2 separate regions of the Lactuca sativa genome follow, and region 2 is linked to region 1. The links are chromatin contacts, called in public Hi-C maps. All regions are on one chromosome and are shown on one strand. Each heading gives the region's core, a stretch centred on a gene start, on an enhancer-like site or on the middle of the called end of the contact. The rest is flanking DNA. Distances are from core to core; before and after follow the strand shown.

Region 1 (7,416 bases), core at 2,469-4,968:
AATAGTCCCTGGTTACCGGTTGAAAGAGATCGAAGGGGAGGCCAACACCCAGATATGCTAGGCAGTATATATATATATATATATATATATATATATATATATATATATATATATATGCTAGGGTATTATTTGGTAGTGGTAGGGGTGAAATAGTCCCCGGTTACCGCTCGAAAGAGACCGAAGGGGAGGCTAACACCCAGATATGCTAGGAAGTTACCGGTTAAAAGAGACCGCAGGGGAGGCCAACACCCATATATGCTAGGCAATTATCGGTTGAAAGAGACCGAAAGGGAGGCCATCACCCAGATATGCGGCGTTATGTGATTATATGGTATGTGGTCTAATGGGGAACTTAGTAAGCTTTGTGCTTCCGATTTTCAGTTTTTGTTTTTGGTCTTTCTTCTTCGAAGGGAAAGGAGCCGACATGGTAGCAGCGCATCACGCATACGATTTTCCGCACATGAGATTCTTGGGATTTGTACTCTGACATTATTTTCCTATGATATGTTTTGAGATAGTTGACTTATGGTTTCCGTGATATGAGGTAACATTGATGGCATTTTTAGTAATCTATTTTATGAATCTTTAAATTAAAAATGAACATTTGATCTTGAATTTTGGGATGTTACAGATGTAGAATGTATAATTGATATTCAATGAATTAAACTCTATCATAACGAGATGTCAAGGTTGCATTCAGTTAAGTTTAATGATCATTGAATTCTCCGAGATAAACTTTTTTTAAGTATACAATAATTTTTTCATTGAAATTTTATAGAGTTCAATGCATTGTATGAAAAAAATGGTAGAGTTTTATGAAAAAATTAATAATGATGTATCAATCTATTGAACTCTATAAGAGCATCCATAATGTGAGGTGGCAAGTCACGTTGTCCTTTATTAGATGAAATTTTACCATTATGAGTCTATGAGATGTCACATTGACATTCAAAGAATTTGAAGCTTAATGATGATTTGGGAAAAAGAAAAGTTTTATAATTCATAAATATATACTATCAATTAGTTTTTATAATGTTTTATTGAACTTTATAGAGTTCAATGAATTGTATAAAAAATCAATATAATTGTATAAATTGTAGAAAAATGATGTGACAGTTTATTGATCTTTATAAAGTTCGATGCATTGTAGATGTCCTAAAGTCCAACGTATTGTCGATACCCTAAAACCTAATTTAGTTAGACGGGTGGGAGCGGGCAACGCGCTTGCGCATTATTCTGACATGGCATCGGGATAATACCGGTATAACGCAATGAACACCACGCCAGCTAGCCGTTATTACGTGTTACGATACCGGACGTTATCGTGGCAACGAGAAGAAATGGAAGAATACACATCAATTTTTTTTGCAACCGTCATAAAATGGACCGGTGATGAACGGTCAAAATGTAAAAAAAAAAAAAGAAAAAAGAAAAAAAAAAACTATTTTTTTTCAATTTTCACTCATCATATATATACATTTTCACTTCAAAATTTACTCACCATTTCTCACTTAAAATTTGTACATACCATTTCTCAGTTCACTTTTTAGACAAAAAATCATATGAATCAAAAATCCAACACTCCTCCTCTAAACACAAATACATCTCTGCCTCTCGGATTTGCACAATATGAGTTGTACGCGAATATCCAACACTCAAAACAATTTTTTCAATCCCGCCTCACCCCCACCACAATTCCATACAACCCTTCCACAAAACCTTTTCAACACATTTACTACAATGCAACAAAAAATCACACAACCACAACTCACACAAGAAACGATACTAAGACACAAGCGGGGGGGGGGGGGGGGGGAGGGGGAGCCGAAAAAAGGCCAACAAAGAGAGAGCACGAAGGAAAGGGAAAACGATCGCGATGGAGCAATTGGAAGACGAACCTCCAACGTGGTGGACTGTGGAGGAAGAATACACGTTGGCGGTGTCATGGTACGGGACATCAAAAAATCCAATGCCAGGAAACAATATGAGAAAAGTTGGTTTTTGGGAAGCTATGATCAGAAAATTTCAGAGAATTTTAAAGAAGGATGCAAATTATCGGATTCATGATATGTTGAGTAGCAAATGGACTCAAATAAACAAGAAGTGCACCAAGTTCAATTCCATCTACAACAAAATTTCCTCGCACAAGCAAAGTGGTGTGACTGATTTTGATGTTTATAGAGCGACGATGGACCAATATCATGTCGAGACGGGTCACGTTTTCGAGCTTGAAAAGATTTGGGAGATTGTCAAGGAAGACCCAAAATGGAATAAAACAGACACATTTATGGAACAACAATCGAAGAGGTCTCGTGGCTCGGGTTTGGTCGACGTTTCGGACGAAAGCACAAACATCGACCTCAATGCAGACACATATGAGATACCTGACGACTTGAATGACATCAAAGAGATCTCCCCGCCTTGACGATCGATATGTTGCGACAAAGCGAGGCGGGCTCAACGACATGTAGAGAAAGGCGAAAATAGACGTCAAGAGCAAGCGGAAATGAAACAAAAATTTAAGGATCACAACGAAATCGCACGTAAAAGATATGAGTTGCAACGAGAATATTTGGAGTTCCTTCGTCGTGAAGCCGCGGAAAATCTCATTGTGAAGGATTTGACAATTCTTCAAAGTATCGAGGAGAATATGCTGCCGAGACGAGTGGACGTGCTCCGAAAAATGAAGGCAAAGATCGAACAGAAATATTTAGGCAAAGAATAATGTATCAGTTTTATATTTTTAAAATTATTAGGACTGTCGTATGTTTTTGGTTAATGTTTTTTTTTTTGTAATGTCGTTTTTATTTTTAAAATGGTATGTTTAATTAAGTATTTTAATTTAATTATGTTTTATTTAATTTATATGTTTTTAAAAAATATTATGACATAGATTAAAAAATAAAACAAATTAGAAAACTAGAGAGTAAAACATAAAAAAAAAAAAAAATGATAGATGTTATCACATATTATTCGATGTTGTTCATTTCCACAATGAATGTTATAACACAAAAATTATGACTAGAATGATGTGACAAACATTTTGAGTATGATAACATATAATAACATGTTGCCCACCAATAGTCTTAACATAAACAATCTTAAAAAAGACATCATTCATAGAAGAATTTGAATATCAATATATGGGGAAATTTTGATTTTAACATAAACAATCTTCAAAGAGACATCATCCATAGAAGAATTTGAATATCAAAGAGACATCATCCATAGTCTTAACATAAACAATTTTCAATGATGTAACATAAACAATCTTCAAAGAGACATCATCCATAGAAGAATTTGAATATCAATATACGGGGAAATTTTGATTTTGACGATAGCATTGTATTTATAAGATCTCAAAGTATGAAATATCATTGTTGTCAACTGTTTAAACTATGAAACATATTCGGAACAAATGATATATTTATTATTTTAAGTAATTTATCCACTTCTTAAAAAAAATTCCTTCTACGCCATGATTGTTCACTTATTATACAGACTTTTTCTATGCATAGTTTATCCCCACATGCATCTAGTTGATGTAATATACTAATTACATTTACATGCATAATCTCTGAATTGTTAGTTGTTTAATGCCAATTACTTAAGGGTGGTTAAATCAGCCAATTAAGAAATATAAACTATCATTTAGTCAACTATGCTTTATTGACTTTCTCCTCCACTAATCCAATATATATTGCACTCTTCATCATCTCATTAATAACAAGGAGTTCTGGTAGATACATATAATTTAATTCAACCTTGTGACTGCATCAAATCCTGAGGATAGTGACTACCAACTCACAACAAAAAGAAACCTTTAAGAACAAATTTGATATCGTTCAGTTTCCATTTCCATATAGTGAACCAGGTTAGAATTATATTCGAGTAGTATATCTATTTGAGTCTATTAGTTTATATATGTTAATTACTACCCCTTTCTTGTGGATTAAGTTGATTGTTAAACATCTGATTATGTGCAGGGAGCTTTCATTCTGCCTCTCGGCTTTGTTACGATGGTATATTTATCTTCACGTTCTGCTCACAGATGGACATACGATGTGTTTGTGAGTTTCAGAGGGGAAGATATCCGTAAAACATTTGTGGATCATCTGTTCAGTGATTTCAGAAGGAAGGGGATTTATGCTTTTAGGGACGATGATCAGTTAAAGAGAGGAGAAGATATATCACCTGGACTCTATAAAGCCATTGAACAGTCAAGGTTCTTGATAGTTATATTCTCAAAAGACTATGCATCGTCAACATGGTGTCTGAGGGAGCTTGTTAAGATCCTCAAGTGTAAGGAGATGGACGATGAATATGAAGTTCGGGTGTTGTACTACGATGTGACACCTGAGGTGGTAGGGAATCAAAGGGGTAGCTACGAAGAAGCGTTCGTGAAACATGAGGGTTATCATAGAAAAGAGGTCCATGAATGGAAGGAAGCTTTAACTTGGGCTGCTGACAACTTATCTGGATGGGATCTCCAAGCTTTGTCTAATGGGTAAATCCTCCATTCCTCCATGCTAACTTATTTTATATACGCTATATAAATTCGGTAAGAATTTCTTTTTTGTAGGAAGATATCGGCATATTAATTCATACTAATAATAAAACCATTAGATCAAAACAGATATTTTAATATTTTAAAGATAATTTTTTTTCACTAACTTATAATAATATTGAGGTTTTAATTCCTAATATACAATGTTTTAAAAACTGTTTTTTCAGTTGAACCGATATGGTGACTGGTTTCCGGTTTAACCGGTTCGACCGTCGGGTCAACCGGTTTCTATAGTTTTCATGTTTTATCTTATTTTCCTACACATACATACATATATAAACCATAAATTTGATGTTTACAAATTCAAACATTAAAAATACACATAAAAATAAATTGTAGATGAATCCAAATACATTAAAATAACACATAATCAAAGTTTTAGTGTTTTATATCGATCCATATACGTCAAAATAAAAAAAGTATAATACTGTAACGAAATATAGTTTAAATAAATACAACATATCAAAAAACTTTATAACATTTACAATATGTTTTTATTTAAAGAAAACTAAATGAAAAAATAATCACTAAAGTTTATTATGTAAATTGTTCTTTTTCATGTGTTTTTATTTGGTTTAACCGGTTTTTTCTAAAAACCGATCGGTTTAATCTGATTCAAAAATCAATGTAAAACGGTTGATAGTTGAACTGTTTCCTTCCCCGGTTTCCGGTCCAACCGGTTCAACCGGGCGGTTCAAACCGGTCTTTAAAACATTGCTAAAATATATAGATTATAAAATTTTGTTAAAATTAATGGGATAAATTTACAAAAGAAAAGTTAAATTTTAAATACTATATTCAATTTTGAACTCACAATCAGGTATCTTTTGGAAATTATTTTTTTCGTATTTACACCGTAAGAATTTATATATATCGGAAGTTTTTGTTAGTATGATTGCGAACACATCATGTTTGTTATGTTTGACCAATCATGTAAATGTAATACAATCTTTAAATTATTTCAAATCAACTTGTAATTGCCCTTACATCAATTCTTTATATTTTTAACCAACATTTTATTATTTATGTAGCATCTCTAGTACATTTTATTTGTTTTTAGATTTTTATAGGATTTTTTTTGGGAATGACAATTTTATTTATGTCTTCAATAAGACTTAAAATTCTCAAATTCAAAGGGAAAGGAAAAGACAACACCTAATATCATTGGAGAAACAAATACAACTACTAAAATACTAAAATATGCAATGTAGCCATTACAACCTTAAACAAGTATACGATGACGCAAGCAAAAAAAATATTATATAATGACTTGACACAAACTAAACACTTATTTACGTAATATATTTTTTAACAATTTATTGAACCATGTAATCGAAACAAATTATACTAACATTTTAATCATGTTACATTGTTATATGTTTTGATTGTTTTCTATGAAATTTGGGTAAGCTTGATGCAATTTGATACGTGTTTTGGACTAAACCGAACTGTAAACGTATTTACGGTTATTCAAATTGAAAAACCAAAATTTACGGGTTTTATAATGCGGTCCGGTTTATTTTTATTTTTATTTTTTTATGGTTATTTCAGTATGGTTTGGTTATTAACTGCAAAATGAGTTGGTGCAATTTTACTCTTAAAATGGTACGGTTTTTAATGTCCACATGTAGCCTAAACAAGGCTTCATATAGCATTTGCCGAACGATGCGCATATACGAAGCTCTTTATAATAAATCATCCATCATTTGTACTTATTCTTTCATTGAGGATGTGGACAAGTTCCCAACCTAGATGCTAGACACCATTCTTCTTTCATTTTTTTTTTTCTTATCTAAATTACTTATGTTTTTTAATTAATTACACAAACATATATATATCACCTAATTAAATAATTACACAAAACCCTCCAATTTATTTCTTTTAATTGGTTTTATGCATTTAATTGGTAAATGGCACAAAAAACACTTTTTTTACACAAAAATTCGATTTTGACACCGTGTTTTTTTGTGTCAATTTTGACACTGTGTTTTTCAATTTGTTACAATTCTGACCACTTGACCGGTTAACCAGGTTACATGCTGACGTGACTTGATGACGTGTCAGTTTTGATGATGTGACATGCTGACATGATATGCTGACGTGCCAAAATTGATTTCTTTTTTCCACAAAAAACACTAAGTTTTCACTTTTTTTCGATTTTGACACTAAGTTTAATTTTTTATTTTAATTTTGACACTATGTTTTTTTGTTCCAATCGAACATCATTTATCAAATTTTGTTCAATTTTATTTATTTTCCATTTGAAACCGTATAAATATATTTTTTTATTACATTTTAAACCGTATAAACATATTTTTTTTCGTTTAAAAACCATATTTTTATTTAAATACAAGGTGTTTTTTTTCTTACATTCAAAACATTAGTTATATCATGAGAATCAAACTAACCATAAACTTTTAATAAGATGTAAAAATTTGGTGGGTTGCAAACTTGATATCCGAGTTTTGATCGACTACACGTCTCTAAACCTCCAAACACATTTTAAAGTTGCATATTTAATATAAAATACAATTTTTATATAACTAATACATATTTATACATAAAAATATGGTTTGAGTGTTAAAAAATGTATTTATACAAAACTATGGTTTTTAAATGGAAAAAAAAACATATTTATACGGTTTAAATTTATTAAAAAAATATTTATACGGTTTCAAATAGAAAATTGTCAACATTGAACAAAATTGGAAAAAATGATGTTCGATTTGGAACAAAAAAACATAGTGTCAAAATTGAAAAAAAAAATTAAACTTAGTGTCAAAATCGAAAGAAAATGAAAACTTAGTGTTTTTTGTGAGAAAAAATTCAATTTTGATACGTCAGCATAT
Region 2 (7,416 bases), core at 3,479-5,978, 160 kb before region 1:
TTTGACTCCAAAATCCTTAATACTCTGAGGAAGTCTTCCAAATAAATATGGAATACCGAGTTCTACATGGTGTATCATAGAAAATAAACTTGGATTGGATTAAGCAACATTTAATCTGGAAATCAAAGATTATTTGAGAACATTTGATGGGGGCTAAAGTGGTGACATGGTACAATCACGTGATGTGCATGTGAGTTTCACATGTGATGGTTGGTTCCAATAAGCAGTGCATCATCGGTTTGTACATAGAAAAGAAAATAGAGTCCATCAGACTGTTGCAAGCAACACCCACCCTTTTCGATTACTTCACTGCAATTGACATACACCCCCTTCAATTACTTCTTTCCCTTAATAGATATGTGTCCGAAGACCGACTTTGTTTCATTCACGGGATCTCTCCCTGGTACAGGTCAAGAAGCTTCTTCTCCCTCTTGTTTTACTTGATGGCTGGTAAAAGATCAGAAGGTTGGGATTAACTGATTGATTGTGTTGGTAATTAATAGAGTAGGGGAATTCAATGAAAGATTGTTGACAGTGTAGGCTGGATGGGGATGGTGGCACATGTATGATGAATGATGATGGTAAAGGTAATGGTGGAAGAAGGGTGATGTTCGGTTTGTGAGATTCAACCCAAAAATTGGTGGAGATATTGGTGTATGGTCTCCATTTCTTTTTCTTATTTTTACAGGTGCATGGATGGTGGGTTATTTAGGATGGAATCGAGAAATAAGGGTGTTGTTAGGGTTGCTCGTCGGAGCTATCAAATACGTTGAAGAAGGTTTAAGGTTGTGGGTTGTGGCTCGTGAAGATGATTGAGGTCGATCTTTTTAATTCCATAAATCCCCAAAAGAGTTCAAACTCAACAAAACTCGTCGGGGAAGACTAACAGAAACTCGTCTGAACTGTCAAATACTCCGGTAACCGGCTAAACCTAAAATTACAGGTTATAAGGATGTTTTTTGAACAATTCAACAAGTTCAATGGGAAAATGTAGACAATAAAAATTCGACTAAATGTGTATGAATCAAAAAATATATTACATTTAATCATTATCCCTAATAATTATTGTATGTTTTAATGTTGCTGTAAGCCTATAATAAATAACTAAAAATAAGATATCACGATAAATAAATAAATTAATAACAGTACGTTCTTATTTCTCGATATAAATGAAAGGAAAATCTTCAGAAAAGTCCTAAAATTTTAGTATAATTTATGAAAAAATCTAAAACTAAATTTTATTTACAGAAAAGCATAGAATACCGGTTAAAACTTCGAAAAAACCCTTTTCGGCCGGTTTCGCAGATTTTGTCGGTATTATGTCATTTTTCGTTAGTTTGCTCAAAATTTTGGGGCTTTTCCAAAAATTACATAGATTTTTTTTGAAAATTACCATGAAATTAATGAATATTATTATTAACAAATCATTTATAAACATAAAAAATATTTTTATTATAAAAAAAGAAAATACATTTGTTGCTAATTTCTAGGAATAAATTGGTGGTCTAAGTACTCTATTGCTTCCTGACCACTTAAACTCTATACGTTCTTCCTATGCATTGTTGTGGGTATGATGGTGAGACGAACTTAATTAGCATTCCTCTAATGTTGGTGTTCCTCTTATTTTGTTTAACCTAACTACCAACCAACATTCATACCTTACATGTTAACAACCATCGGCTAACACACATCTATAAAATGTGAAAAGTGAACCGTTAATGATAATTTATATGGAAACAAGTGAAGGGTTATTATCTATTTAAATTGTCATTCAAAGTTTACTTTTCACTCTCGATAGATGTGTGTAATTTTATGGTTGTTACCGGGTAATGTTTGGATGTTAGGTGGTAGTTAGGTTAAAGAACATAATGAAAGATCTATATGTTCGTGTAATGATACTTTATGATAACACATGATCATATAGCATTGTAACACTCTAAAAATTCAAGCCAATTTAAACTTTTTCAAAAACAACCAGTTTCGTTAAGTCGTTACAAAAAGGTTTTCAATATAATTATTATCAGAGTCTTCCCAGAACCATATCGTAAAACATAAACATGAGGAGCGGTACGATCACGCCTTCCCCTTGCCACGGTCTCCTGAAGTACCTGAAAAACATTAAACCACAACTGTAAGCCCGAAAGCTTAGTGAGATACCCCCAAAATACCAACCACATATACCACACATAACATATCATAACCGAACAGAACAGCCATGCACTTCGGGTCTACTGTGTGACTGGTCTGCCCTATCGGGCCTTCAGTCCACCTGGTCTACCCTCCGAGTCTAGCCATATCCATCGAGTCTGCAGTGTGGTTGGTCCGCCCGCACTGAGCCTTCAACCCACCTGGTCCACTCTCCGAGTCTATAGTATGACTGGTTCGCCCGCACCGGGCCTTTAGTCGGCCTGGTCCACTCTCCGAGCCTCGGCACGTCTGGTCCGCCCTCGCGGGGCCTACAGCTTATCCAGACCACTCGCTGGGCCTTCGGGTTAATCGGTCCGTCTTGGGTATGTTGGCCTACAACACAAAGCAGGACCCGCCTCAACCTAACCCCAGTACAACAACCATGTGCACATAAACATACAATCATACAACCATTCACATCTAATCAAATCGATCTAGCATATCACATAACATAACATCATCCTAACCAGGATACCGACCTAACCGGTCACTATCATAGTATCATCCTATATACCAGGATACCGAACTTAACTAGGTCTCTAACATATACCATCCTAACTACCAGGATGCAAACATAGTAAAGCAATAACATAACAACGATACCCGGATTACTATCCGATAAAGGGCCGGCCTTGGTGCCTTAGACCCGGTTGATATAGTGAGGATAATTCACCTCGCAACTGCTGACTGAAAAGATAAGATCACGCTGCTTCAACCTCCGACACGAAATCCACCACTGATAATACCAAAAGACTGAACTCAATACATACCAATAATTACCAAATTACCCCTGGAAGCCAACTGGTCAACTCTTGGTCAAAGACAAAGTCCTCAGTCAAGGTCAAACTTCCTGACTGACTCTACTCGCCGAGTCAGCCCGCTGACTCGTCGAGTCCCTATGCTCTGAAAACTCCCATATCGCGACCCAACTCGCCAAGTCACCCCAAGACTCGTCGAGTCCCACGAACTCCGAGTCACTTCCTGCTCAACTCACTGAGTCGTCCCTCGACTCACCGATTCACAGCTCAACCAGGAAAGGTGAGGACCTCACGACAGACTCGCCGAGTCCAAGAACAGACTCGCCGAGTCCAAGGCTATCTTCAACCAACTCGCCGAGTTGTTCTTCCAACTCGTCGAGTTTCTGCCTATCTTCAAGTAACTTGCCGAGTACACCCATGTGACTCGCCGAGTACCACTAGCTCTTAATCCATTCAGTGGCTTTCCAAGCCATGCAGGGGCTCCAATCCATAGATCTACCCTTCTACAAGCTGTTCCTCATGTAAAGTTGCAAACTTTACGTGAATCTAAAGAGATCTAAGCATAATACACTCTTGGGCTAGGGTTTGGGACCAAAAGGCTTCATCAACAACTCTTGAACAGGGACTTTATGCTCTTTTGGATCATCACTACTCTAGATCTGAGGTAGCAACCACAGATCCAACCTCCAAACTCAAGATAGCACTAGATATACTCCCAAAAATCCCACAAATGATAGATCTAGATGGATAACAGCTCAAGCAACGAATCATTACCTCAAGAGAAGACTCTAACAGAAGAATAAGCCAAAGCCTTGCAAAGCCCCTTGCTCCAAGCCTCTTAATCTTCAAGGATCTCTTCAACAACACTCCTTCAAGATCCAAATGCTCTCTAATTCTCTCACAAACGAATATTAGGGTTTCTGGACTTCAAGGGAGAGTAAAGAGCTTGGGGAGAGGGTATTATGTTCTTTATATAGGGCTCAATCCCCGGGATTAGGGTTTTCTCCACACAACACCAACTCGCCGAGTCCACCCATGTGACTTGTCGAGTTGGTTACTTAACACGCAATTCGTAACACGACTCGACTTGCTGAGTCTATCCATCGACTCGCCGAGTCGACCTTCTTATTTACACCTTTAGCCCTTCAACTTCACTTCTAATTATTCGGGATGTTACATAGCATCATGCCTAATAGCAAGTAGAAACTTATTGATTGTGTATTAATAAATATTATCAACTCTTGTATTGGTCACGCCTAACAGAGTACTTCTCACTATGACACTCACAACGATAGATAGGAAGAACATAGAGACTTGAAGTGGTCAACAAACAATAGAGAAGTACATAGTCGACCATTCTATTCCTACAAATTAACAACAAATGTATTTCCTTTGTTTATAATAAAAATATATGTTTATAAATGATTTGTTAATAACAATATCCATTAATTCCATAGTAATTTTCAAAAAAGTCTCAATATTTTGGTTATCGGGTAATTTTTAGGAAAATCCTAATATTTTGAGCAAACTAACGAAAAATGACAGAATACCGCCTAAATCTACGAAACCGGCCAAAAATGATTTTTTCGAAGTTTTAGCTGGTATTCTGTGCTTTTCTGTAAACAAAAAATAATTCGAGACTTTTTCGTTAATTAGACTAAAATTTTAAGATTTTTCTTGAGATTTTCCTAAATGAAATTTAGTTTAAAAAAAAAAAAAAAAAAAAAAAAAACCCTGGACAAACGTCATCTGATATATTTTCTACCGGTTCCATTTTAACCATTTATTCTGTTGTGATTGATAGTCTTCCCTCTGACGCCAATAGTTGCCGACGACCAAGACAAAAGTTAAATCGAACTAGAGAGCAGTTCCAGATTCTGGCGTGGTGACGAATCGATACCTTGCTTCTAATGCATAAATCAGTGATCTCATAGACGATCCAAAACCAGTTCGATTAGTAGGGGTCTTAGGGTTTTCATCTGAGCGTGTGTCATGGATTTCCAGAAGAAGAGAATCCAATTTCTTAGTTTTATTGTTGGCGTTATCGTCCTCAGTTTCACAGGTACAAGCCTATTCCAGTTTTCTTCTACTGTAGTGTTTAGATTCTTCTCTTCAATATCTGTTAGATAATTGCAAATTTTTGGTCTGTATTCCTCGTTATTAAAGTTAAAAGAAGGGGAAAAAAGTATTGGTTGCGGAAGGAATTAAGAAAACAATACACCTTGATCTGAATTAGTAGGGAACTCATCATATAAACAGAAACCAAATTCGTTATAGTAACTCAAGATTTGATATGGTTTGGTGCATTTTGTGAGAAAATAGAGAGTTATCATTCCACTTTTGAGGTCATACTATGTGATTCAACTTCTAAAACGATATAAGTTTCATAAAACTTTAACAGTTGTATAAACTCTATAATCCGGTGGCAAGATTACTGCAATTAGAATATTCTAACTGAATTTAAACATGTCTTTGAACTTGAGAAGTACAAGGGTTGACCTCAGAAGTCAAAGATTTTGAAAATTTATAAAGGAAGTCAAGGGTCTTGGTTCTTTTAGTATTTGAGTTTCCTTCGATGTAGGGTTAAATGAATCATAGATTGGGAAACTAGATGGAAATATTATAGTAGATCCAGGCATTCACTTGTTACATACACATCTTAATAAACCCCTTTGTTTGAATCAACACCTGTGGATTATGTTTTCCATAAACCCCTTTGTTTGGATAATGGATATCAATCTTTTGTAAAATATCTTATTTGATTGTCTGTCGGTTTTTTGTATCCAGTTTTTTATGTGATTTATCAAGTATCAAGGGAAGTATTCTTTATTTTAGTAGTTCATTATTCCCTGTGTCTCATATATTCCTTTTTTTTTTCAGCTGAAAAATGCAGACAAATGGTTGGAGAAACGGGATCATCCCAAAGTGGAAAGTTCACCATCTTCAACTGTTTAGATGGGGGTTCAGGAACATTAGCATGCATAGTAAAAGAAAGTGTAAAGCTTTACACATACAACATCAGAACACTTCATGTTGAAGTAGCAAGAAACAAAGCAATCGAAGCATCACTAGCAGATGCAATTTCACAAGGCATGGAAGCCAAAGCTGCTGCAAAACAAGCCCAAAAAGATGGAGCCAAAGCTGCAAAAATGGCGACCCGGAAAGCTAAACGGATCATAGGCCCGATTATTTCATCCGGGTGGGATTTCTTTGAAGCCATTTATTATGGAGGAACTGTGACTGAAGGGTTTCTCAGGGGTACAGGAACATTGTTTGGGACTTATTTTGTTGGGTATTTAGGGGAAGAAAGGTTTGGGCGATTTGGGTATTTGGTTGGAAGTCAATTTGGAAGTTGGATTGGTGGAAGGATTGGGCTTATGGTTTATGATATTGCTAATGGTGTTCATTTCTTGCTTGGGTTTGGTCAATTTGAGGAGAATGTTGGTCAACGGGAGGAGAATGTTGGTCAAATGGAGGAAATTGTTGGTCAACTGGAGGAAAGTGTTAGTGAAAATGGGTATGGGGGTTCGTTTCTTGAAATGGTCATGGGTTATGTGGGTTCGTATTTGTCTGAAGAATCTCAAGTGTCTGAGGAGGCTGATGTTTTTGAAGCTCCGGTTTATGATAGCTTTGAGTCAACTGAAGAACTTTGATAAAGTAATTGTACTTTTATTGGTTCTATGTATGTGTAGAAGCATTGGAACAGTTATTGCAACTTGTTAATATGCAACTGGTTGTGTATGGAGTGGCATAAGTTTTTAAAATTCTAGATACATTAACTGCTTAGTTTGTATTGTAACATATATAATAAGTTATGAAGGGGTGGGGTGGGGTGGGGTGGGTGTAATTGGGGTATAATTTATTGGTGATTTGTTTATTTATTTTATCATAACAATGAGAGGTATATTGTTGGTGAGGCAGGGGCATAAATAGAGATGTTCAATTTGTTTCTTTTAAAATTTTAATTTCTTGAACAATGGTGACACGAACCTTTTTCTGTGGAATATGTTGGGTTCATTGGTCTAAATCCTAGTATAAACACAACAAAAATAACAATAAACCACCCTTTCCATTCTCGAGGATTGCTTAATGCTTTATGCTTATACGCTTATCATCTAAATCACAATGTCATGAATATTGAATCACTTCACTACACCAAATCGAAAAGAATATGGAATATCCAAAATTAAAATTTGGAAATATAAAAATGTCAAAGAAACATCGAAAACATGGAAATTATTTACAGTAAACGACTAAAGTCTTGGTTAATAAACTAAAGTCTAGTCCCAACTCCCATCTATTTAGGGATGTCAAAAAGTCCTATGGGACCCCGTTCATGTGGGGGTTCCGTCCCGTTTGAGGGAATTTTTTTAAAAAAATCGGGGGCGGGGGGAAGGTTAACCCTCGCTTTAATTTCAGGGGCGGGGACGGGGGTAGGCAATTCCGTCCCGAAATTCCCATGTGGACCCCG

Evidence for each region. A called contact is a pair of places that touch in the nucleus more often than the background predicts.
Region 2: a contact with region 1 is called in a Hi-C map of leaf, with 5 times the contacts expected there. The contact joins the promoter of LOC111878016 here to the promoter of LOC111878017 in region 1. A contact is called at or near these places in 2 of 4 Hi-C or Micro-C datasets (leaf and seed).

The regions. Positions count from the first base shown.
Region 1 is chr5:247,025,386-247,032,801 of Lsat_Salinas_v11, reverse strand. It overlaps LOC111878017 (disease resistance protein RPV1), which reads left to right and starts at 3,718. Exons shown (of 6, transcript XM_023874528.3): 1 at 3,718-3,874; 2 at 3,987-4,507. The coding sequence starts at 4,020.
Region 2 is chr5:247,189,251-247,196,666 of Lsat_Salinas_v11, reverse strand. It overlaps LOC111878016, which reads left to right and starts at 4,728. Exons shown (of 2, transcript XM_023874527.3): 1 at 4,728-5,007; 2 at 5,826-6,731. The coding sequence starts at 4,938. The coding sequence ends at 6,598.